4 separate regions of the Mus musculus genome follow, and all the other regions are linked to region 1. The links are chromatin contacts, called in public HiChIP or PLAC-seq and Micro-C maps. All regions are on one chromosome and are shown on one strand. Each heading gives the region's core, a stretch centred on a gene start, on an enhancer-like site or on the middle of the called end of the contact. The rest is flanking DNA. Distances are from core to core; before and after follow the strand shown. Region 1 holds the start of Olfm1 (olfactomedin 1). Region 2 holds the start of Gtf3c5 (general transcription factor IIIC, polypeptide 5). Region 3 holds the start of Col5a1 (collagen, type V, alpha 1). Region 4 has its middle 17 kb from the start of Ralgds.

Region 1 (5,600 bases), core at 2,085-4,584:
CAGCCCAGGTGAAGTCAGAGCAACTTGGTACAGGTGAGAGAGGCTAGGGTACAGTTGGAGAGATTGGAATACAGGTGAAGAGGTTCAGGTGCAGGTGGAGAGGCTCAGGTGCAGGTGGAGAGGCTCAGGTGCAGGTGGAGAGGCTCAGGTGCAGGTGGAGAGGCTCAGGTGCAGGTGGAGAGGCTCAGGTGCAGGTGGAGAGGCTCAGGTGCAGATGGAGAGGCTCAGGTGCAGGTGGAGAGGCTCAGGTGCAGGTGGAGAGGCTCAGGTGCAGGTGGAGAGGCTCAGATGCAGATGGAGAGGCTCAGATGCAGGTGGAGAGGTTCAAATTCAGGTAAGGGAGACTCAGGTGTTGATAAAGGTGGAGACACACAGGAGCAGGTGGAGCAGGAGGACTCAGGTATAAGTCAAGAGGCTCAATTTACATGAGAGGGGCTCAGGTATGGATGCAAGTGGAGAGGTTCAGGTACATGTGGAAAGACACAAATGCAGGTGCAAGTCGAGAGACCTGGATTCAAGTTAGAGGCTCAGGTGTGGCTGCAGGTGTACAGGCTTCGGGGGTGGGGGTGGGGTGGAAAAACTTGAGCTAGAGCTGAAAGGGCAATTCTGTATTCACTGTACACCTCTGTTCCAATCGCATTAGGAAATGATCAGATGTGTGTTTCTTCAGTTCTCTGTCAATTTAGACACATTCTGAGGTGACCAGTTTCGACAAGCATCAGTGTGGGTAGGGTTAGAATTTCCTTCCACCTGGCCTACTGATTGCCCTTCGATGTCAGCTTGGTTCTCAACAGCCAGTTCCACTCTGAGGCATTCTATGTGAGTTGATCAACTACGTTGAGTGCTTCTAATCCATTTCTTAGGGAAGCCTTGAACCTCTGGCTCCCTACATAGGCTTAGAAGAAGTATGAGCTGGAGGTCAAATCTTTGTCATTCCACAGTGACCTGTTGAGGTGAGGGTGGGAGACAGTTCCTGGCCAGTGGTACGAAAGGCTACCTACTTGTTCCTGGGACTACTTGACCAGACCAAAGCTTCACTGTTTCAAACTCTGAATTCCATTTCCTTTCAAAAGCCCAGCTAAGTTAAACTCCTCCAATTCAGGGCAGCAATTGTGGATCCTGTGGAAATCACTCACCTAACACAGAGTCAGGAACTCTTTGAAACCACTATAGTTATATGGATATATGGCTATATCTATATGGTTATAAATCCCCACCTCTCTCCTTATGAGGAAATACTTGCATTGCTTGTGATATTTGACTGACAGCAGCTCCAGAGGTGTGTCAGAGGGCTCAGGGTCATCACACCTTATATCAAAGCCCAGCTCCGCAGCCTGCCTTGCACAGGTTGCTGGCTGAACCCATATTTATCATTTGAAAAGGTGACAATGACTGTCACCAGAGCAGGCCAGTCTTATTCCTACGCTCTTAACACATCACAGGAGAAAGCTACTATCGTCAAGCCCATTTTAAAAATGAGAGAGCTGAGTCTCAATAAAGCTCATTAGCTAGGTCACTGTCTCATACAAGTTCATAGCAGAGCTCCCCTTGACCCCAAGGTCACTTGACCTCTGGGAGGGACTTCTGCCCATTAGAGAGCAGGAAAGGTTTAATGGTGCTTGGCCATGGAGTGTGCCTAACAAAGACAGTTATGGTCTCTATGCTGCATCTGACACAGAGCTTAGAGCATGTTGCACTGTGTATCTTGCACTAAGTAGGAATTCAATAAAAGGTATGACTCCTGAGACGCCTTGAGAACTTTGAGGACTGTACTGGGCTGGATTTGAAATTGTTGATAAACATTAAGCGCTCCTTACCTTTGTGTAGTAGGAAGCAAGTGAGTAGACACAGCCACGGCCCTGATTCTGTTCAGAAAATGCCTGGCAGAGGATGTAGGGCAGAGAGCCTTGCATCTCCGGCTGCTGCATCCAGCAGGACCACTGGGTGTGACTGGACTGCAGTACCAGATTTCACGGAGAGATGGCGCCCTTCCCTAACAGTTGTAATTCGCTGGCATCTGACCCAAACTGGAGGCACCAATGAATGCCATGCATTAACCAGAGAAACAACTCCAATTGACTTCTTGAGCCAGCAGGGCTCACGCCCAGCACTCGGGCCAGGGTCATCTTGGCTGTTGACGTTTTCTCTGCAAATGAGGACTGAACACAGAGAGACAAGCCCCCGGAAGATGTCATATCCCTCTTGGCAGACCCCAGGAGGCCTGCCTTTGTTCTGACATCTCTTCCTGGTCTATAATTGACCAGGTGGGAAAGAGCGCAGGGGTAGGGGGCTGCGAATAGGCTGGCTTTCCCTGCCCGGGACTGGAACAACTTGGAGGAATGCCTGCAGAAACTGGCTTTCCTCAGCTTAGAGGGCTTGCTTCAAAGTCAAAAGCACTATGAAGTTGTGTTTGCCGGCTGTTCTGTTTTGCTGAGACTTACAAGTCTTGGCACAGATACTGCTGAAGCTTGCCTGGCCCTGATCTGGGTCCCTGCGAGGGACCCCTGTCCATCTAAGCCTACAGCATAGACGCCAGATACTCTAACCCCGCCCCTCCCCGCCCCCCGTGCATGTACCATACCCCACAATCATGGGTGTGGCCCCTCTAGTTCCTCCTGAGCCCTATGCTTCCAGCAGCTCCTGACGGTAGGTTGGCACACTCTCTCTCCTTCATCCTCTACTGTGCACAGCAGGCATACCGCCCCCCTCCAGTCCCTCTCTGTTTAAACCTGCTCCCACAAGCCCAGGGTGTTCCCCCGCTAGGACTTCCAACTGTCCCCTCCTTCTGAGGTAGTTGTCCAAGGTTCCCAGCAGTGTCTCTCACTTTGTAGCTACCTCTTTACTCCTGCGCTGACACTGGAGACTCCACCCAAGCTACTCTTTCCTGCTGGGGCTCAGGAGACACCCCAAACTGACTGGACTTAGTCCACCAGGGAAGGCAAGCCCAGCAGCAGGGGAGGAGACCCTTGACCACAAGCAGGCCGGGCCTGGGCGAGACAAAACCGTGAGGGTGACCGAGAGAGCTGGGCGAGGGGGTGTTCTGTGGATGGGTGCCATGCGAGATTCTTGAGGTTTTATATTTTTTTTTTACGATTTGTGGCGGCGTTTTATCCGTCCTCCTGGGTGACCCTAACTCTTCGGCCGACCGGTTTGCAGACCTCGCTGCCTGCAGCCAGGGGGCGTCGCGGAGCCGGAGCTCGGAGGAAAAATCCACCCATTTCCTGGGCAGATTGCGTCGGCCGCCGCCCGGCCTTGTCCCCGCCCCCCGGCCGCGGCCCCCGCGCACAGCCCGCGCCGCGCTCAGAACCCGGTGGCCCTTCTCGAGAGCGGAGCGCGCGGGGACGCTGCAGCGGCGGGCAGCGCGGGCAGGCAGCGCGCGCCGGGCAGGGCCGCCTGGTCACCTCCCGGCGCCGGGGCGGCGCGGCGATGGCCAGTGCGCACAGGGAGGCAGAGACCGGCGGGCGGCGGCGGGCAGAGGGGGCGCGGGGACGCGGCCGGGCGCCCCTGCCCGCCGTGGTGCCCGCCGCCTGAGGCTGCCCGGGGCGCGGGAGCCGGCGCCGGCGCGGCGCGGGCGCAGGAGGCCACTCGAGGCGCGATGTCGGTGCCGCTGCTGAAGATCGGGGTCGTGCTAAGCACCATGGCCATGATCACCAACTGGATGTCCCAGACGCTGCCCTCGCTGGTGGGCCTCAATACCACCCGGCTTTCGGCCGCCAGCGGCGGGACGCTGGACCGCAGCACCGGCGTAAGTGCGCCCGCCTTGAGCCCTCGCGGCCCCTCCTCCCTCCTGCCTCCTCTCGGGTCGAGCCCCGGGCTGGCCCGGCGGTGCGGCACAGGATGGGGTCACCCTGGGAGGGAGGGTTACAAGGGCCGGGGTCACGAGCCCACCCTCTGCCCTGCAGCCAAGCAGTGCCTTCAGCTGCGGCCGCCACTCGCACTCTGGCGTTTCGGGGCGATGCTTTTTGCTCCCAGTCCCCCGGAGGGGCTTGAGGACACCTGCTTTGGTGATGGTGGGAGGGGTTCAAAGTCCAGAGTCCTCGTTCACTAATATTAGAAAATCTTTCTTTGCAAAGCTTAGGAAACTGAAGCTAGGGACTTGGGGACTTAGCCAAGGTCACTCAGCAAGTAAGGGGTGGAGGTGCTGCTTAAAACCCTTTGTGGGCTAGGTCCAGCCAGGACTCAGCTCGCCCTACTTTGTAAAAGACGGACTGGACCAGTGCAGAGTGGGGCCCAAGGCAAAAGACCAGAGCTTGTGATCTCACCTGAGCCCCCCAAATCCCAAGGGACCCTTCCGGTCTCATCTCGGTTGGAAGATCTCAGCGTGCACTCTGGAGGAGGTTGAGAGGAGCTGGGCGGGACCCAGCTGCCGATCTGTCTTCACCCACCCCTCTCTACTGGCCTCTGACACGGAAATCGAATCTCCATGTCATCGGCAGCCTGCGGATGGGGAGCTATGGCTGGGGGTTGGGTGGAGGGTCTGGATAAGGCTGACTTCCATGATAGATGGAGCAGGCTGAGCAGAGACCACCCTTAAGTCAGGGGCCACTGGAAAGGGACCCTGGCATAACCTTCTCAGTGGAAAGGACAGGTGAGGGACCATTCTCCTCCAGTTTGATCCCAAGAGCTGGGTGGTGTGACCCACCACCACCACCACCACCATCTATCACTCTTGTAGGGTCTGCCTCTCCTGTTGTTTTAAAAAGAGTTTTCCTAGTGCCCTGGTACTGGGAGTGGTGTCCCACTCCTTAAATCCCAGAGGCAGGTGGGTCTCTGTGAGTTTGAGGCCAGCCTGGTCTACAGAGTGAGTTCCCTGACATTCAGAGCTGCGTAATGAGACTCTGTCTCAAAAAAAAAAAAAAAAAAAAAAAAGCCAAACAAAAATATCACCATGAGTTTCCCTGATAAGGATTTTGGATGCTTGTGTCCTAAGCTGGATGAATGAAATGAAGTATAGCACTACCTGCTTCTCTGCCTTCTTCCCATCCTTATCTAAAAATAGCAGGGAAGTGCAGGATGCCAGGGAAGGGCTTGGAGACTGGGTAGGCTGCAGTGGCTGGAGGGCAGGGGTCATGGTGGTGTGTATGCAGGAGCCTTGGTGGCTTCTGCCCCTGCTGTGTATCTGAAGGTCAGGGTCATGGGTGGTATAGAAGGCCTGCAAGGTGAATCCAGCCACTCAGTTCTGGGTCCTTGGTGGTCTTTGGGCAAACCCTCAGGATTGAGGTTAAGGGTGACCCTTACACAATATATTTGTTGACATCCACCAAATGGCTAGTGCGTGGGGGAGCTTCATGGAGTTGGAAATCAACATCTGAGCCAGGCTGCTTTTGTTCGGGAGACAACACAGCTCTAGGGTTGCTGCTCTCAGTTCTTAGGTGCCGACTCAGGACTCATAACAATTGTGCTTGTCTCCAAGTGTTAGGGAACAGGAGCTCAAGGCTCGTCAGCATCTTGCTGGAAGAAGAGGGTATCTGATTCCCTAAGCCATTAGCTACTGGTTTCTTATATGGCCCCCTCACCCAACCTAGTGCATCGGCGGCCCCTCCCACCTCCCCCGGCATTAATTTGGTTAGAGGTCAAAACTCTGAGCACCCAGGGTTGAA
Region 2 (5,600 bases), core at 1,165-3,664, 380 kb after region 1:
AATTAAAACAGTGGTGCCTAACTCCTGGTAAGTACTAACACCTACATGTGAACAGATGCTTGCCCCACATTTGGTAAGAGGCATGCAGTGAGTGTCAGCTGTGTGTGTGTGAACAGAGAGTGTGTACTGGCGCAATCCACTGGCCACCCATAAGTTTAACTCCTGACTCCCAGTACTCAGGATAGGGGCCTTCAGGAAGCGCTCAGTAGCAAGTTAGGGAAAACATGAAAGTTAAAAGAAGCCTGAGGGCTGGAGAGATGACTCACAAGTTAGGAGCTGTTTCCAGACTGGAGTTCAGTTCCCAGCACCCAAACATTGGATATAGTGCACAACCACCTGTAATCACAGCACTAAGTGGTCCAACGCCCTCTTCTGGCTTTCACAATCACCTGGATACACAACTAAAAATAAGGTTAGAATCTTGAAAACGGCAGCCTCATTCCTCAGGCACCCTTCTCATAAAACGCACAGTTCTGACCTACCAGAGCAGGGATGAGCCCAGCCATGGCCTGACACATTAGGACGACTTCAGAAACCCAAGAAAAATGTAAGAATGGAAGACTGTCTATATCAGGCAACCCTGGGGTAAGGGAGAACAAGGATTCTCTCAATATCATAACATCCATCAGTTCTTATCCACACCCATAAAAAAGTGGAGCAGCAGCTCAGACTGTATTTGTGCTGGAATTCATTTTCCTGTCATACCAGTAGCAATGTCTGGCTTAGCCTTTCTTACCTGCCCCCTTATCTGGAAAAAGGAAAGAAAAATAGTATCTAGTTCACTAGGATATTATTAGGACGTTTTGTTGTTTGTTCTTTTGAGACAGAGTTTCTTTGTTAGCTCATGCTGTCCTGGAACTTGATCTGTAGACCAGGCTGGCCTTAAACTCAAAGATCCACCTGCCTCTGCCTCTGTAATGCTGGGATTAAAGGTGTGGGTCACTACTGCCCAGCTTCATTAGGACTTAACCAAATACTTGATAAATTTTTATAAAATGGGGAATCTGTACAGATATTAGTACAGAGGTAAACAAGAGAGATCCTAGCTCGGTTTACAGCCCCAGGGCCAAGTAATAAATGTAATACATGAACAGGTAATACATGTATCAAACTGAAATCTGAGTGGAATTATCAACGGAAGGAGCCAGAATCTGCTTATGCTAAGATGTTCAGGGAAATCATTTCTAAAGAAACAATTCCAAGATTCCACAGAGCATCACTTTAGGTCCACTACTTGTTGTGTGGTTATGTGGCCTGTTTACTTGTAAAATGCAGATGTTGTCAGTTCCGGCCCTGGGGATTGAAAGGACTGTGGCATGTTAAAAAATAAATAAATAAAAATTAAAAAATGCCGGCCCGTGGTGGCGCACGCCTTTAATCCCAGCACTCGGGAGGCAGAGGCAGGCGGATTTCTAGTTCGAGGCCAGCCTGGTCTACAGAGTTCCAGTACAGCCAGGGCTGTAAGAGAAACCCTGTCTCAGGAAAAAAAAAAAAAAAAAGCCGGGCAGTGGTGGCACACGCCTTTAATCCCAGCACTTGGGAAGCAGAGGCAGGCGGATTTCTGAGTTCGAGGTCAGCCTGGGCTACACAGAGAAACCCTGTCTCGAAAAAACCAAGGGGGGGCGGGAGAGCACTTTGTACGTGCTAACCACATAATACAACGCCGGCGAATTGTGTCACTTTTAGTTTCAACTACAGGTGGTGGAAAAGTTCTCTTTCCTCCCGTGCCTCGGTTTTCTGCCGAGAGCAATAAGGTCAGAGCAGCTCACTGTCCTGGGATAGATGCCAAGCATGCTACTCACATTTGGGGACAGAAAGAAAATACCGCCTAGTTCACAACAGGTCCTAGAGCTTGCCTAAACTCTCCGTTGCCACGGAAACCGCTCTCCCGCCCGGTGGTCCCGCCCATTCAGTAGACACGATTCCTTTCCCGCGGTCCCGGAGTTTCCCAGCTCCTTACTCGAGAGACGCTTTCCTCGCCGCCCAGGGTCTGTAGCATCTTGGCCTCGTTACGTACTACGCCCGGGTACTCCACGCACACCAAGCGCCGTTCCCGCCGCAGGTCCACAGGGATGGCGGCCTTCGGGTCCGCATCCGGCTCCGCCGCCGCCATGCCTACTAGTCTGGTTCCAGCCCGCCGCGGTCCGTTCTCAAATGGCTCCGCGAGGCCTCACCTCAAAGGTTCCGCGAAGGAATTGTTCCGGTCCTCCTTACCTTTCTCGTCTCCTTAAATCATGGAGACTCGAAGGCCTCCAGGAAGAAGTGCGTCGCCGCAACTGTTTATTTTGCTACACCACACAGAACTGGGGGCTTTTTAATTTAAAATGAAGAGGGTTGGACAAAGGGGCGAGACGAGGGCGTATCCCACCAGCCGACCCAACCAAGACAAGCCAGGATTCGACCGGGTTTTTCCGGATATCCCGTCCAATGAGAGCTTGAAGACGTGCCCCAGGCGTCCTCTGGCCCGCCTCTCATCCCTGAGCTGGTTTTCGGCTGTCAAAGAAAAAGCAGTCCACTGAGTCCTCTTAGCCTTGCTCCTGTGTGCATGTATTTAGGGCTGAGTGCAACTGTAAATTAACAAATTGATAACTTCTTATCATCACACCTCTGTGAGTTTAATACACAAGCTTCAAAGCCTTTGTTGTCATCTTGCAGAGATGACAGTAAAATATTAGATGCACATCGCATCCCATATTAGGATGTACGCACAGCATGCTTAGCAAAATTTGCAACATAGGCTACTCACCTGTTGGTTCTGTGAGGGTCTGATTAGATAGGTAAGTCTGCTGAACTCGGTGCTTCTACCTCTGAATGAGAAGAAGTTCGGTTCCTGAACCTACAAAGCTGCTTCTAAGCTACATGGAGCCTCGGTAAACCCCTCATCCAATGTAGCAACACTCTCAATATTCAGCTGTCATCTCTTCTCCTTATGATATAAACATGATCTTAGAAAGCGATCTCACGTTGTTCCTGTTCTCAGCGGGACCCTCACCCCTCTTTCCCCCCACCACCTAGCTGTCAGCTTCTCTTCATCACTTAGGTTTATGTATAGGCTTTATCTCCCCTGGGGATCCACCATGATAACCTAAACCTAGTCTGCTGATTTCCTTGGTGCACTCGGCACTCAGACGCACACATCGGGGAGCACAGCCTTATTTGCTTAATGCTGGCCTTGCTTTACTGTGTTGGCAGCTTCCTAAAGGTAAGTATTGCTTTGCTGCGGACCTCTCAGACCTGAACACGGGGGTAGACACAGAGTATACATTCACTAAAGATGTTGTGAGCCAGTGAATGAATGAGGCGACACTTTCATGACTCATTCAATCCAGGCCTAGATCGACACGTGGCCACAGAACACTGAATCAATCTCATTCTAGAGAGGCATGTCCGTATGTGAACAGGAACCACGGAGAAGGGCAGGAGGGGAGACAAAGACAAGGACCAACCTGAGGTCCTCAGGCCAAGCTTCTGAGAGAAAGAGACTTGGTCCTGCCTGGGATCCAAGCCAGATCTGGCGCACAGACCCTCACAAACAAAAACTTACCTATCTAATCAGACCCTTCAGACTGGAAGCTGAGAAGAGCCAAAAGGATCAGGCAGCTAATGAAAGCAGTGTCCACACATTTAGCATTTAGGAAATGCAGTCTCCTGCATGCCTGGGTCTGTGGGGAGTGGATGATGAATCAGAAAGCCTGTCCTTCTAGAACTCACATTGAGTAGCAAGAACAACTAGCAAAGGAATTGGAGGCTGAGACGCTGTTCAGTGATGGAAGAGGTGCTTACTGTTCAAGGTGTTGAGTCCCATCTCTAGGCTCCCTCCCACCTACCATTACACCTAGAAAAGATAACGTTGAGGAAAAATCAAGCCCATGGCATTTACCCATCTTTCTGCATCCAGCCTCTTCAGATTCAGTTTTCCAACAGGCCCTGGCACACAAGGTGAATTTTACAAGGCTCAGAACTGGGGCGCACTAGTTTGGTGACCAACACCCCTTCAGCCACTGCTCTAGGACCAAGGACGTTCTGGGCCTTAGCTGTCTAAATGTGCTCGCAAATCTCAGGTCCTGCTCCTGATACATAGACTTGGAGAAGGGCAGATGTCCTAGCCCCTGAGATGACCCAAGGCAATGGAAAGGGGATGCTGGCTGTGTAGCAGAGCCTAAATCCACAGGAAAGCATCGTCAGGCAAGCAGCATAACACTCCTATCCAGGGCTTTGCAGAACGCTGAATATTGTTGGCAGTGTGCCTTTGGAGGAACCAGGAGTGGGGAAAGTACTAGCCTTTTATCAACTAGTGAAAAGGAAATCTTTGGAAAATATTTTTCTGAGCTTCAACAGAGATGCGGTATAACTCATTGTATTCTCAAGGTCAGTCCACAGTGCACATAGTAGGTGCTTTCTTTAATATTCCCTTGCTAGGCGTTGAGTCTCCTTGGACTGGATGAGAAGTGTAATGTTTCCTTTTGGCCATCAGATGGCGACAGAACATTCACATGGGCAAGCCCTCCATCTGCTGGCGGTAAGTGGTCATGACATCCTGGAAGATGGAGAAGTTGCTGCACTAAGAAACCCCAGTTCAAGCCTGAGGTCTCCTGAGTTCAGGAGCCCCCTGAAAGGCTTATGCTAGTCCCAGGGCCAGTATTCTTGCTGTCCATCTGCTCCATCTGTGCCCACTTATACACATGTTCAGGGTCTCATCATTGGATGACAATGACCGACAATGGAGTCTTTCACAGGCTTCTCTTCCAAAAAGAACAAACCATGTCACTGGGCATTGTCCTTCCCGGTCAGCTTGTCATTCCAAAGCAAAATGGAACCATGAACAAGACCAGGTTTCAGAGCTTGTTCGTAGATATAGTTTATGTTGCCTAGTTAAATATTTCCAAAATGCTGCCTAGCCAAGACATATGGAAAGCTAGTGAAATGTAAACAGCACAGCCCCTCAGTACACATAGGCTTCCTGAAGGCCTTGGGAGGCTCTGTATCACTATGCTCACGTGGGAGCATGTTTTAAACTGCATTTGGTTAGTACATCTGTCCCTTTCCAGCCATGCTGTCCTCGGTCACCCTTTGCTGGGAGTCTGAGGAGTATGGGGGGCTTGGCTGAGGGGGAGTGAGCTGGGAATGCAGTAAGACAGAATAGGATGTGTGGGTGTGGCTTGCAGTCACTTCTGTGTGCAGAGAAATGACTGATGCTCATTTTCTGTAGGGATGGCTTCCAGGAACACTTGCCCCATCCAAGTCCATGACAAATTACTGATGTTGTGACCTGAAAGTGCAGGACCAAAGGTATGGAAGTCCTCTTGACTTCCAGAGCCATAATCCATCCTGTGGGAAATCCCATCAGCTGGCTCACTGGGCAAAGTCCTCGGGAAGTACAAACATGAGGTCCTGAGTTCAGACCCCCTGCATCCATGTTAAAAACAAAACAAAACTCACCTGTTACCTTTGCACTGGGCGTGGGCAGAGACAAGTCATTTCAGCAGCTTTGTTGACCAGCCATGAATACAAAACACAGTCTCAGAAAGACCCTGTCTCAGAAAATAAGGTAGGCCTTATTTGATGGCTAAGATGGCTCCATGGGCAAGGGCTTTCTTTCC
Region 3 (5,600 bases), core at 990-3,489, 320 kb before region 1:
GACTCCTGCAAGCAGGGACAGCTGACCTGATAATAATGGCAGTTGCTTTGCTTGGAGGACTGTATTCTACAACAGAGGGTAATGGCATGTATGCATGGCAGGGACATGCAGGGGACACTGGATGGAGGTGGATATACAGAGACAGGCGAGATGGAAAGAACACAGCAGAAGCACAAGACTATGTCCATGATCATGGAGACCTGGTGCAACAGTGCAGGCTGGTATAGATGGGGCCCACAGGCAGCTTGCTTCCTCAAAGACTCATGCTGGTGAACAGACCATGACCAATACTCTCCATTATCATGAGATGCCAATTGGGCACAGGAGGATGCTGGGTATGGGTTGGCTTAGCCTGAGCAGGATGCCTAGGGTGTACCTGCTGGAAGGCAGATGTTCTGAGTCTGTATTATAGCACGAAGAGGGAAGAACCCTGTGCCTGCTGATCAGCTGCAGCACTCATCTTGGCTCTGACACAGCGCATTGCTGATTTGGTGCTCTGGGTAAGCCCCTTACCCCGCCTGACTTGCAGCGTCCCCGTCTGTGGATGGGAGAAAGACCTCCCCTGATATGTAGACCTGATGCAGGTTGGGGATGGGGAGGTGAGCTTGGTGAAAGCCTCCGGATGGCTGAGGTTTTCATCCCCATGAAACTCACCAATGGAATGGCACATAAGCACACAGTATACACAGCACACACACAGAGACACACATATGCATGTACATGCCCCCACATGTGTTCATACACACACACATACACATCTTATCATTTATACAACTTACACACATACATAATTATTCCATAACAAGTACAAGCTGGCTTTTAACTCTTACTGTACTGTGACTGAGTCTGTCTGTCTGTCTGCATGTCCACTCAAGCTTGTTTCCCTCTGCCCTCTCTGTACTCTGGATAGAATTTAGGACCTTTGTGCACAGCCTCTGAGCTGCATCCCCAGCTTTCCTCCTCTATTCTGTGTACTGTCTGATGTTCCCTATAAGGTACATTCCACACTTAAGCAAAGCTTGAATTAAGTCAGTACTAGCCACCCCCATTCAGATTCAAGAACCAGAGCATGGCCATCCCAGCAACTCCTCTGACTGCCTTTGCCCCCTGACTGCCTCTATCCCCTGACTGCCTCTGCCCTCTGACTGCCTTTGCCCCTTGACTGCCTCTGCCCTCTGACTGCCTCTATCCCATGAATGCCTCTGCACCCTGACTGCCACTCTCCTCTTGTTTGGAGAATAATGAGAAACTAGGGAGCCTGAGGATGCAGCCGGAGAGAGATGTCCCAGGCCGGTCTCCATCACTACAAAATTCTTTCAGGCTGCAATGTGTTCAAAGGGAGCGATAGCTTTGTGTCTGAAAGCCTTCTTAATTCACTCTGATTCTTTCTAAACAAACCCTGAAGCCCTTGGAGAAGGGCAGGGCAGTGAGTCAGGCTTTTGCAGGGCCTCCCAGGCCTGGAGAAGTCTGGGAGAACTCCTGTCTCCCTCTGCTGTAGATGGGGAGCTGGGAGCCCCTCTCCTTTTCCAGCTGTCAGCTCTGGAAGGGGGCTCTTCCTTTTCCTTGTGAGTTGTTGGGCCACTAGGGACAGCAGTAAGGCGGTGGGGTGGGATCTGAGACTGACCTTCACCTGATTAATAACTTGGTCACTCCTTGTTCACTTAAGGCCCCTCTGGGCATCCTTGACAGTCTGGTCTGTGGAGAGGTAGAAGGCAGGTCCCCAGCGCTGTATTGGCCTGTCAGTCATAGTCTAGGGAGCCCCTTCTGGCTGAATTGCAAGTTGAGTCTCCGCCCAGAAGAGGAGCTCTCGGAACTCCTCCTTAAAGAGAAAGTTCTGTGTGGTACTGCAATCTCTCTTTTGAATTCCAGCGATCAAACTTCGGGGGTCCCTCAACGTTGGTTCTTGGAGTCTGGCCAGGTCGGGGTACCTGAGGCGGGAAGAATCTAGGATCAGGGTGGGCCATCAGGTTTTGGAGGCCGCCGCCCAGAGCGGGGAGAAAGAACGGGGGCGCCGGCCCCGTCCCACGTCCGCTCCCGCCCCGGGCCAGCCCCTTCCTCGCCGCGACTCGCCCGCTATCCCCACCCCCTCGCCCTCGGCGCCCAGTGGGAGGCGGGGACCGGCCTTGCTGAGCGGGGCGCCGGGCTCTGATTTGCTGCGGGCGTTGGGGGCGGTGGGGGGTGGGGGAATCCACAGCCTCCGCGTTGTCTGCCAGCAGCGAGGGAGGGAGGGAAAGGGGGGAAAAGTGCTCAGCGCCGAAGGCGAGGTCCGCACTCCTGGTCCCCGCGGCTGGCGCAGGACCTCACTCCAGCGGAGCGCCCACGGGGAGCGGGTCGCGGGGCAGCAGCGGTGAGGAGGCCACGAGACTAGAAGGAGGAGGACAGGGAGTGCGCGAGCAGCCAGCGAGGGGGTCCCGGCCGTCCCGGGCCACAGTCGATCCCTGCGCCGTGGGCGAGCGCGCCCGCTGCCTCTTCCAGAACAGCCACCGCCGCGGGGGAGATCGGGCGGGTGCCGAGCTTCCTATGACTCCCTGAAGTTGTCGTGCTCCCCTAGCGTCCGCCACCCGGGACGTGTCTCTGGTCCCCGTGCATCGTGTGCGTCTCCCGCTCCCCGGCCCGCGCACCCCGCCGGCATGGACGTACACACCCGCTGGAAAGCTGCGCGCCCAGGCGCCCTGCTGCTGTCTTCGCCGCTACTCCTGTTCCTGCTGCTGCTGTGGGCGCCGCCTTCGAGCCGCGCAGGTAAGAGTGCTCTGGGGACCGGACCTCGGGGACTGTAAGAGGTGCGCAGAACCTCCGCGCCGCTGTCATCTCGGGCTCCTTCGCCGCCGGCCTCCTCCGAGCCTGCAGAACTTTCCTCCTTGGCCTGTGGAATGCACCGGGCAAGACAACGAATACCATTCGTTGGGGGCCCAGGAGAGGGAGCCGGGCCAACTCCATCCCCGCGGCGTACCGCCCCCTCCTCAAACGGGCCTGCTGGGTGGGGCTGTTGGTCGAGTCAAGGAAGAATCTGCCTCGTGTTAGATCCCAGCAGAGGTGCTCACACTTTTGTCCCCAAACCTCGCATTTTCTGTCCCACATCACAGGCGACCCGCTGCATCCCACGCAGCCCTTAAGCAGAAACTTTCCTTCTGAAAGCTGGAAAGGGCCGCCCCCTAGAGTCAAGGCCATTCAGTTCCTCAGGGACGCCTAGGGGTGGAGGGGGATCCCAGAAGTTTGAAACCCCAGCTATGGACTTCCCTCTGTACACACCCTCTTGCTTGTCTGAGCTAAGTTTCTGCAATTCCCAGGGGACAGAGTTCCCTGTAGTCCCTGACAAGTCTTCAGGGGCACTGGGGAGCCCTGTGAGGTAGGCCAGCCCTACTCCTAGCCGTCAAACCTCCAAACCCCTTAGAGGTAGTTTTCTTGGGCTTTCTGCCCAAAGATGGGATGAACGGGAAGCCTGGAGAGGGCCTTGGAGTCTGGGCTGGGAGCTTCTCAGATGATCTGCAGATGTGAGACTCCTGCCAGGTTGGGTTCTCTGAAGGAGCCCTGATCCAATGGGCAGAATCAGGGAGGTACTGGGATTGTCCCTGTCTGTATTTCAGCGCTTTCAGGCTCAGGTCTGGGCAGGCATATTATTTTCAGCATCACTCTTGTTAGTTAGTTGTGGGATAAACCTCCCCAGAGCCCTTAAACACCATAGCCCAGGGTGGGAAGGCACCAGGCATGTGCTGATACAGGGAGGCGAAGGCAGTTAGAAAGAGTTCAGGCAGCCGAACAGCGGGTGGAGTGGTCAGCCCTTGCGCAGTGACAGGGCTCTCCTTAGCTTAGCTGGTGTTACTAGGACTAGCAGGAGAATCCATTTCCACCCCCCATGGCCAATTACAATATTCTTCTCCTGCTTTCTGGCACCATTAGTGTCCAGTGGCCACAGGATGAGCAAGAGTGGAAATGGGAGGGGCCAGGGCCTGCGGGGACCGAGGGAGAGCATGGGCTGACGATGCTCACTCTTGTGGAACTTGGACCAACTGCCCCGGAGTTCCCAGGGTTAAGCTAGCAGTAGGGAATGCTGAAGGCCCTCAGGAAAGTGTGGAGGAGAGACAAGAGAGGTCAGCCTCTCTTTTCCCTATACCCCCACAATGTTCCCCTGTGCGCCCCAGAACCCCAGGAGGGAAGCCTTCAGTGGACCTCTCGCCTGGGAAGCTGGGGTTACCACTAGCATAGGTTGGGTGTTCCGGGTTCACCCTGTCCACCCTGTACCTTGTCCCAGCCCTGCCCTGTCCTGTGGCCACCTACCTCTCTTCGTCACTCTATTACTATGCTCTGCCCCACTTCCCTGTGCTGTTGAGGGTGCGGCCATTTGGAAGGGGCTGCCTGGGTCCTGGCTGTGCTGTTAGCTGTTTTGCTTTGGACAGAGTTGACTTTTAGAAGCACATAAAGAAACTGCTTTTCTGGGTGGGCTTCGGGAAGCTTTCCCCTCTGCTCCTGTGGTGCGACCCACTTTGAAGTCACCCTCAGTGCATGGCCAGAGGGGCAGCAGTGCACGTTTGATGCTGACAGGTCAGGAGAAAGTGCAAACAGACCCTGCTCTGCTCTCCCTCTCGGACCTGCCAGATGTTTTCCGAGGTTTCTGTGAGCACAGATCCTCTGTCTCTCTCTTGGCCAAGTGTGTGAAGGAGTGAGAAGTCCGATTGCTCTGGGAGCTGCTAAAAGCCTTAAGGGGGGGAGGAATGAGAAATGAAATGTGACCCCAATATTTGGAAATTGAGGTCATCTCTTCCATGTGCTATTGGTGGGCTTGGGTCATGTGACTGCTTTTTTTGCAATAATTTGCGGGGAAAGCCAGCCAAGTTTTGTAAGACTTGACAGATACTGAATGGTTAAATTTCCTGTGACTCAATGAGTTGGCTACAGGGACATCCTTGGGCCTTCCCTCCTCTCTCCCCTCTCCTCCCTCCCCCCTCCTCTCTCCCTCCTCTTCTCTCCTCTCTCCCCTCTCCTTCCTCCCCTCTCTTCCCCTTATCTCTCCTTCACTTTTCCCACAAAGTCCAGTCTGTAGAAGCCCCCTGTGTCTGTCAGGGTGTATTACTCTGGCTGCAGGGTTGGAGCTGTGTGCCCTCACCAGCTGTGTGGTAGATGAGTCCCCTCTGGGGGCTAGCTCACAGCCTCTTCTCTGATGATGCTGTCTTGGGGGCTGGCCCTGCGGTGCTGGCCAGAGACTGCCCCTCTACCCCACCCTGTAGATATTTCTGGATGCTCCTCATAGTCACACCCTTAGCCGAGGGCAGCTGATGCCCGCTGCCTGCTCCTGCCTCTGGCTGGAAGCCTCTTTCTTCATTTAAAAAAGCAAACCAAAACAACTTCCTGTACCCTCTTAGGGTTACAGTTGTTGAGTAGAATACAGATTGTACAGATCTAACCCAGTCCCCAGGGTCACAGCAGGGATGGTGAGTGGTGCCCAGTGGGTCAGGAAAGCATTTTCTCCCCTACCCCAGGACACTGTTTGCTGTAGTCTGGGGCTCAGGGAACAGTGAATACTGGTGGCTAGTGTGCTGGTACCTGTCTGGACAGAAGCTCAGCTGTGGAGAAGCAGAGCTGACTAACCTGGCTGGAGCCCTTCC
Region 4 (5,600 bases), core at 2,053-4,552, 310 kb after region 1:
TAGTGTGGAGGAGGCTGCTGAGGAGACATTAGTTTCCTCCTTTGCACTTTAGGATGCTTGGCCCTTGTGACTCGTCCCCGCCCCCGGGGGTTTCAGGGGCTTGTGGAATGTCTTTTGGCTTTGGTTCTCCTACAATGACCCATAAAAATTCTAGGAAAATGCCTTCCCCCTGGTGGACTTGCTAAGCAGCCTTAGGGTTTGAGTGACTTAAAGGCCAGAGTAACTAGAGGGAGGCAAACTCTAGACCATTCCTCCAGGATCCAAGGACAAGACCACCCTAGTTAGAATGTGTGATTCTTATTTGAAATGGGGTCAGGGTCATTGCCTAGACTGAAAGAGGAGGCCCCCTGAGTGAGCCAGAGTCCCAGAGCCATCAGAAGGAAAGAGGGGTGAAATGAGGCTCCTGAGGTCTTTGTGGTAACCCCTGAAACATACAGGTCTTGTTCCTTTGCCCAGCTGGGGCCTGGGAGACCTGCTACCTTGACAACCCGCAAACAAAAGGTAGTGTTTTGTTTTCAGGGTTTCTTGCCTGGGGGCTGTAGTGCTGGTACTGACCACTGGGGGGCAGCAGTATCCTTTTAGTCAATGGAGCAACTGCGGGGGAGGGGGACAGAGTTCCAAGAGTCATTCTTTCGGTGTTGTGTGTTCCACTCTTTCAGGCCTCCCCCAACTAGCATCCCTGTCCTCAGAGTGAGTTGGGTGTAAGGGCCCTGGCTTCCTCTTGTCTTTTCCCGTAGTGCCTTGCGTGCCTGAACTCTAACCAGTGGCTACCTTGCTCCTGGGTGTGGCTCTTAAAATGACGGCTGTAGGTAGGTCCTGCCCTTAGGAAACACCTAAGAGCCGGGCGTGGTGGCGAGCGCCTTTAATCCCAGCACTCGGAAGCTGAGGCAGGCGGATTTCTGAGTTCGAGGCCAGCCTGGTCTACAGAGTGAGTTCCAGGATAGCCAGGGCTACACAGAGAAACCCTGTCTCGAACCCCCTGCTCCCCCCCAAAAAAAGGAAACACCTAAGAATACAAGAGGAGAAGCAGATGTTCTGTTTATCCTCCGAGGTGTGAGAATCTGCCCCTGACTCACAGCCAACGGCCCCCAGACCTTGATAATAATCCATTTCATGTTACAAGACCCACGCTGGCTCAGCTGGGAAGAACCACTTTGGAGCTCATCCTGCTGTGGTTGGCAGGATCCACGGTGACCATGAGACCTCTCTGGCTTCTTGGCCATGTGGACCTGCCTTTCTGTAAAACGGCTCATAACATCAGAACCTGCCGCCTCCTCAGAGTCGGACAGGGAAGACGGAGGGCCAGGAGGAAACAAGAAATCCAGTAAGACACAAGATGCTTTCTAAACAGAACATTGGCCGTGACCTTGTGGTCATGGTATTTGTTAGTTGGAAGCTAGTCAGTTCCAGCCCACTTCAGGGGATGGGGTTAGGGCTGGTGGGGATCGGCCGGCGGCTTAGGGTTGATGTATGGGCTGAGCAGAAGAGTTAGCATGCAGGCCAATGGGAGGTGTGTGCCAGAGGGGCACATCTGACTTTGCTTACCTGTCGACCCTCCAGTGTGTAGGCTGGGAGAGGAGACCAAGAGAGGACATGACTGTCCCTGTACCACTGCCCAGAGCCAGGCTTGCTGTAGTTTATATCCCTGCCACTCTCCATCCCCACCCACAATTCTTCCAACTCTTAAGGTTGTGTTTTAGTCACAGCTGACAGCAGTCCCCAAGTGTTACGGTGTCATCTTACACACACATACACACACACACACACACACACACACACACACGGTCAAGTAGGTGCTGGAATGAGTCTCCACTGTGCTTATGGGAGACCAGGTAGGCCTTGAGAGGAAAACAAAGGACAGAGATGGGTGACTCACATGGCCTTTAGCCTCCTGAGATCGAAGGGCCAGGGATATGGAAACACAGAGGTTGGTTGTCCTGGCACCAGGGTGGCCATGAGCAGCAGGAAGCATCTTCTTCCTCACCTGCTATTGCCTTCATTGCTGTCACCCCACCCCACCCCACCCCCCATCTGCACACCTGCTGCTGTCTCTTGACTTTTTCCTCTTCCATTTTCAGGTATGTGTGTTATACATATATGTGTATATATGTTGTGCATGAGTTTTGGTTCATTTGTTTTGAGACTGGGTCTCTACATAGCACTAGCTATCCTGGAACTCACTGTGTAGACCCCAGAACTCACAGACATCCTCTTCCGAGTGCTGGGAACTCCAACACACTGGGCGTAGATGCATGTGTTGGCACATGCATATGGTAGGTGCTGTGATCATTGAGGGAGGCAGGGTCTCAACTAATAGGGCTGGGCTTGCTGGCCAGCTTGCTCTGGAGATTCCGTCTCTATCCTTTGAGGCTAGATTTATATCTGTCTGGATAGCCACAGCCATCAGGCATTTGCCTGAGTCGTGGAGGTCCTGGCCCTGTAACCTCTGAGCCATTTCCCCAGCTTCTGACTTTTACGGTTGTCTGAACTTGGTGAAGTAGCAGAGCTGGAGAGCCATTCATCCATGTGCTTGTGCATCTCATAGGTCAGCCACACGAGAGAAAGCAGGAAGAGCAGTGCAGAAAGCTGACAGGGAGCGAGACAAGAGTCAGCGAGGTAGGCATGACGGTGACAAAAAGGTGACAGGCCTGGTACGTTGTGTTAGTGTCCTGTGGCTGCTCTAGCAGAATGCCATATACTGGATGACCCTGTGCAACAGAAATCTCTCGTGGTTCTAGAGGACAGAAGCCTAAAAGCAAGGCATCAACACCACTGAACCACAGCTTCTGGCATGGCTGTAGTCCTTAGCTTTAAATCCCCCTAAACGTGTCTGTAGTCCTCTGCCTCCACACAGCTGCCTCTGTGTGTCTGTGTCTCTGTGTGTCTGTGTCTGGTTGTCTCCATTACTGTAAGGACATCGTGTGTGTGTGTGTGTGTGTGTGTGTGTGTGTGTGTGTGTGTGTGTGTGTGAGAGAGAGAGAGAGAGAGAGAGAGAGAGAGAGTGTGTGAGAGTGAGAGAGTGAGCCCTGACCTGACCCCATCCCAGTCTAGCCTTGTGTTGCCTGGATCTGCAGGACCCAAGGGCTTTTGGAAGGACACAGCTGAGCCTGTGAGGAGGGTTATAGGGAAGGCCAGGTTCCTTAGGATCTGGCAGAATTTCACCTGTGTAGGAAGGCTTGAAGGCCACCAATGGTAGCACCAGCAGGTGGCGCTGTAACCTCTGGTGTGGAAGTTCAGTACTGCACTGCCCTGTCCCGAGTTTCCACAAAAGCTCATCTGGTTGCCAGGAGACAAAGCAAACTGTAAACAGGTCAGGAGTCATCCTTGGTGACACACACTGAAGGAAATCAGAATGAGAGCAGGCGAGCAGCAGGGTGTTGCTGGTAACCACTGAGGAGACCTCAGCTTCTCCCCCACCCCCTCTCCCCAACACACACACCTTGGGGCCTGGACTTTGCCTCCCTCTGGCTCGTCACCAGTAAGTTGCCTTGGCCTACTGCAGTTTCCAGACAGCTCCCCTACCTATTACCACAGGCCACAAGAAGTAGTTTTAGGGAAAGGTGAGCTGCTTATACAACACATGGCTGGCAGGGACCTTAGCCTTAGCCTGTCCCAGAGGAGGCATGTCTACCCAGCATGGCCTGCTGCCAACACTGGTTGGCTGGGCATGGGGACAACCCCTGGTTGGGTAATGGCAAGCCCCAGGTGACACTCCTTTACAGACAAGCCAGGGAGGGGCCAGGCACCAGGGCTAGGGCGGAGAATGCCTTCCAGTTATACTGGGCTTCTAGTGGTCAGAGCCCTGTCAAGGCAGGAAGAGCCTGAGTTGGTGGTTAGCAGGAATGGAGATGCAAACCAAGCTAGACAGATTTTTTTCATCCCCCTGACTCTAATGAGGGCCTCAACTCTGCTTTCTGTGTTGGGTCTTGAACCTCAAGAGAATCCTCTCTTAGAGGGTCACGGGGTGGTGCACGACTGCAATCCCAGCTGAGGCAGGAGAATTATGAGTTCAAGGTCATCCTGAGGTACACTGTGAGACCTGAATCCCCTACACACACACCCCCAAACTGAGTCTTAGAGGCATAGTACTTTCTTGGATAGGTGGCTTCCTTGTAGGCAAAGGTAGGTTTGGGGAGCCTCCAGGGCCCCTTACAGGTAGCTGAGACAGCCTGAGGAGGTAGAGATGGGAAGGAATGTGGCATCTCCATAAAAATGACAAGTCCCAGAAGAAGGGAGAGTTCCCATGGCAACCTAGTACAGTTGCTTAGCAACCATAGTCCCCCAAAATACCTGCAGGAAGACTCCCGGCTAGGGGCTTTCCCACCGCCTGTGTGTGGCTCTTAGCTCTGAGTGGTTACCTCCTGTGGTTGATCCACCCACACCTCCATATAGGGCCTAGCAGCCCACAGCCCCAGGATCCTTACTGAGAGAAACCCCAGTCTACTCCCTCTTCCTATTACCCCAAGCTGCAGCTGCCTACCATCAGGCCAGTCCCTTAGCAACCAATGCCATTTTCTAGATATCCGAGTGACAATTGGACAGTGGTAGAATGTCAGAAAGATTCAGAATCAGCTGTACAGTCAATTGTAGCCTGGTGCCGGCCATTCCAGAGGGACAGGCACGATGTTTTAACAACACAAATACCCTGTAGCCCCGGACTCCCTAGTCCTGGGGCACGGCAGCATCCCAGGTGTGGCAAAGACCAAGAGTCCCCTGGAGCTCCTGGAATACAAGGCTGTGGTCTCAAACCAACTTTGAGACTAACTAGCCGGCTGACCACAGCATAATTCCTCTTGACCTGTTTCTCCATCTCTGGCTCATCTGTCCCTTTCCCTGTGTGCTCACCACTTTAAACATCAATACTGCCCCGTAAGTTATGTCACGTTTGGGGACTTGCATGGGATGTGGGAAATCGGGCCCAGGGCCTGCACGTGGCTGAGTCTGCCTGCCTCCGCTGGTAGATTCCAGGGTTTGAGGTTGAGGTAACTGGATTCCAGCACACAGTCTGGGCAGCTGGACACTGGGCTTGAGGTTTTAGTATTAAATATCCTGAAATGATTGCTAAGCCAGTCAGTGTTTTTTCGTTTGTTTGTATATTTTTTAGAACAATATCACCATGTAGATCAGGCTGGCCTTGAACTCATAGAGATCTGCCTGCCCCTACCTCCTACGTTCTGGGATAAAGGTGCATGCTACCATCCTTCAGAACCTGTCTGTGTTCTCTCTCCTTCCCCTTTCCCTTTCTCCAAGGAAATTCCCACTCCTGGCCTCCCTGCAAGGGAATAGGTAACTATAGATCCCCTTAGGTGCTGCTATGTTCATTTGTGGAGCCCAACCCTGTGCTGGAAGAAGGCTGTTCAGGGACACAGTCTAGCAAGAGGTGGCCTCTGGCTACCTCCTGGACTGGCCTTGTAGCCCTGCCCTTAGACTGGGTGCATAATTAAGGAGCTGAGGCTTCTTGCTCTTGCGGGGCTGGGTGAGAGGACTGAGTCCTCTCCCTGCTCGCCTCCTCTGAGTTGAAACCCAGAGTCTGTTCCCCTGAAGAGGGCTGAGCCGTTGCCCTTGAGCACTGCCCAAGGCCCTTTATTGCCAAAGGAGAT

What was found. HiChIP or PLAC-seq counts read pairs in DNA pulled down with a chosen protein or histone mark. Hi-C and Micro-C count contacts between places; a contact is called where the count stands out from the background.
Region 2: a contact with region 1 is called in a CTCF HiChIP or PLAC-seq map of embryonic stem cells, with 8 times the contacts expected there. The contact joins the promoter of Gtf3c5 here to the promoter of Olfm1 in region 1. A contact is called at or near these places in 8 of 39 promoter capture datasets (the 3T3-L1 cell line, embryonic stem cells, frontonasal cranial neural crest and 4 more), 1 of 15 datasets of contacts at CTCF or cohesin (embryonic stem cells), 2 of 484 Hi-C or Micro-C datasets (both in embryonic stem cells) and 1 of 9 other capture datasets (adipose tissue).
Region 3: a contact with region 1 is called in an H3K4me3 HiChIP or PLAC-seq map of embryonic forebrain, with 4 times the contacts expected there. The contact joins the promoter of Col5a1 here to the promoter of Olfm1 in region 1. A contact is called at or near these places in 19 of 39 promoter capture datasets (the 3T3-L1 cell line, the C10 cell line, the HPC-7 cell line and 11 more), 1 of 484 Hi-C or Micro-C datasets (embryonic stem cells), 10 of 115 datasets of contacts at active chromatin or transcription factors (craniofacial prominence, embryonic forebrain, embryonic midbrain and 4 more) and 2 of 9 other capture datasets (embryonic stem cells and liver).
Region 4: a contact with region 1 is called in a Micro-C map of embryonic stem cells, with 6 times the contacts expected there. The contact joins the enhancer-like site here to the promoter of Olfm1 in region 1. A contact is called at or near these places in 7 of 39 promoter capture datasets (the 3T3-L1 cell line, the HPC-7 cell line, embryonic stem cells and 3 more), 7 of 484 Hi-C or Micro-C datasets (the HPC-7 cell line, bone marrow-derived macrophages, embryonic stem cells and 1 more), 4 of 115 datasets of contacts at active chromatin or transcription factors (bone marrow-derived macrophages, embryonic stem cells and epiblast stem cells) and 2 of 9 other capture datasets (embryonic trunk and macrophages).

The regions. Positions count from the first base shown.
Region 1 is chr2:28,202,355-28,207,954 of GRCm38.p6, forward strand. Olfm1 (olfactomedin 1) reads left to right here and starts at 3,335. Exons shown (of 6, transcript NM_019498.2): 1 at 3,335-3,745. The coding sequence starts at 3,596.
Region 2 is chr2:28,580,865-28,586,464 of GRCm38.p6, forward strand. Gtf3c5 (general transcription factor IIIC, polypeptide 5) reads right to left here and starts at 2,415. Exons shown (of 12, transcript NM_148928.3): 1 at 1,961-2,415. The coding sequence starts at 2,113.
Region 3 is chr2:27,884,186-27,889,785 of GRCm38.p6, forward strand. It overlaps Col5a1 (collagen, type V, alpha 1), which reads left to right and starts at 2,240. Exons shown (of 66, transcript NM_015734.2): 1 at 2,240-2,739. The coding sequence starts at 2,631.
Region 4 is chr2:28,514,134-28,519,733 of GRCm38.p6, forward strand. It overlaps a transcript of Ralgds not described here. Among named protein-coding and RNA genes, the nearest start is that of Ralgds, 17 kb to the right of the region's middle. Within about 2 kb of position 3,303, at least 225 of the 459 cell types and tissues checked have an H3K27ac peak or open chromatin away from gene starts, as enhancers often do. A contact at or near this core is called in bone marrow-derived macrophages, embryonic stem cells, epiblast stem cells and 4 more, where this site is marked.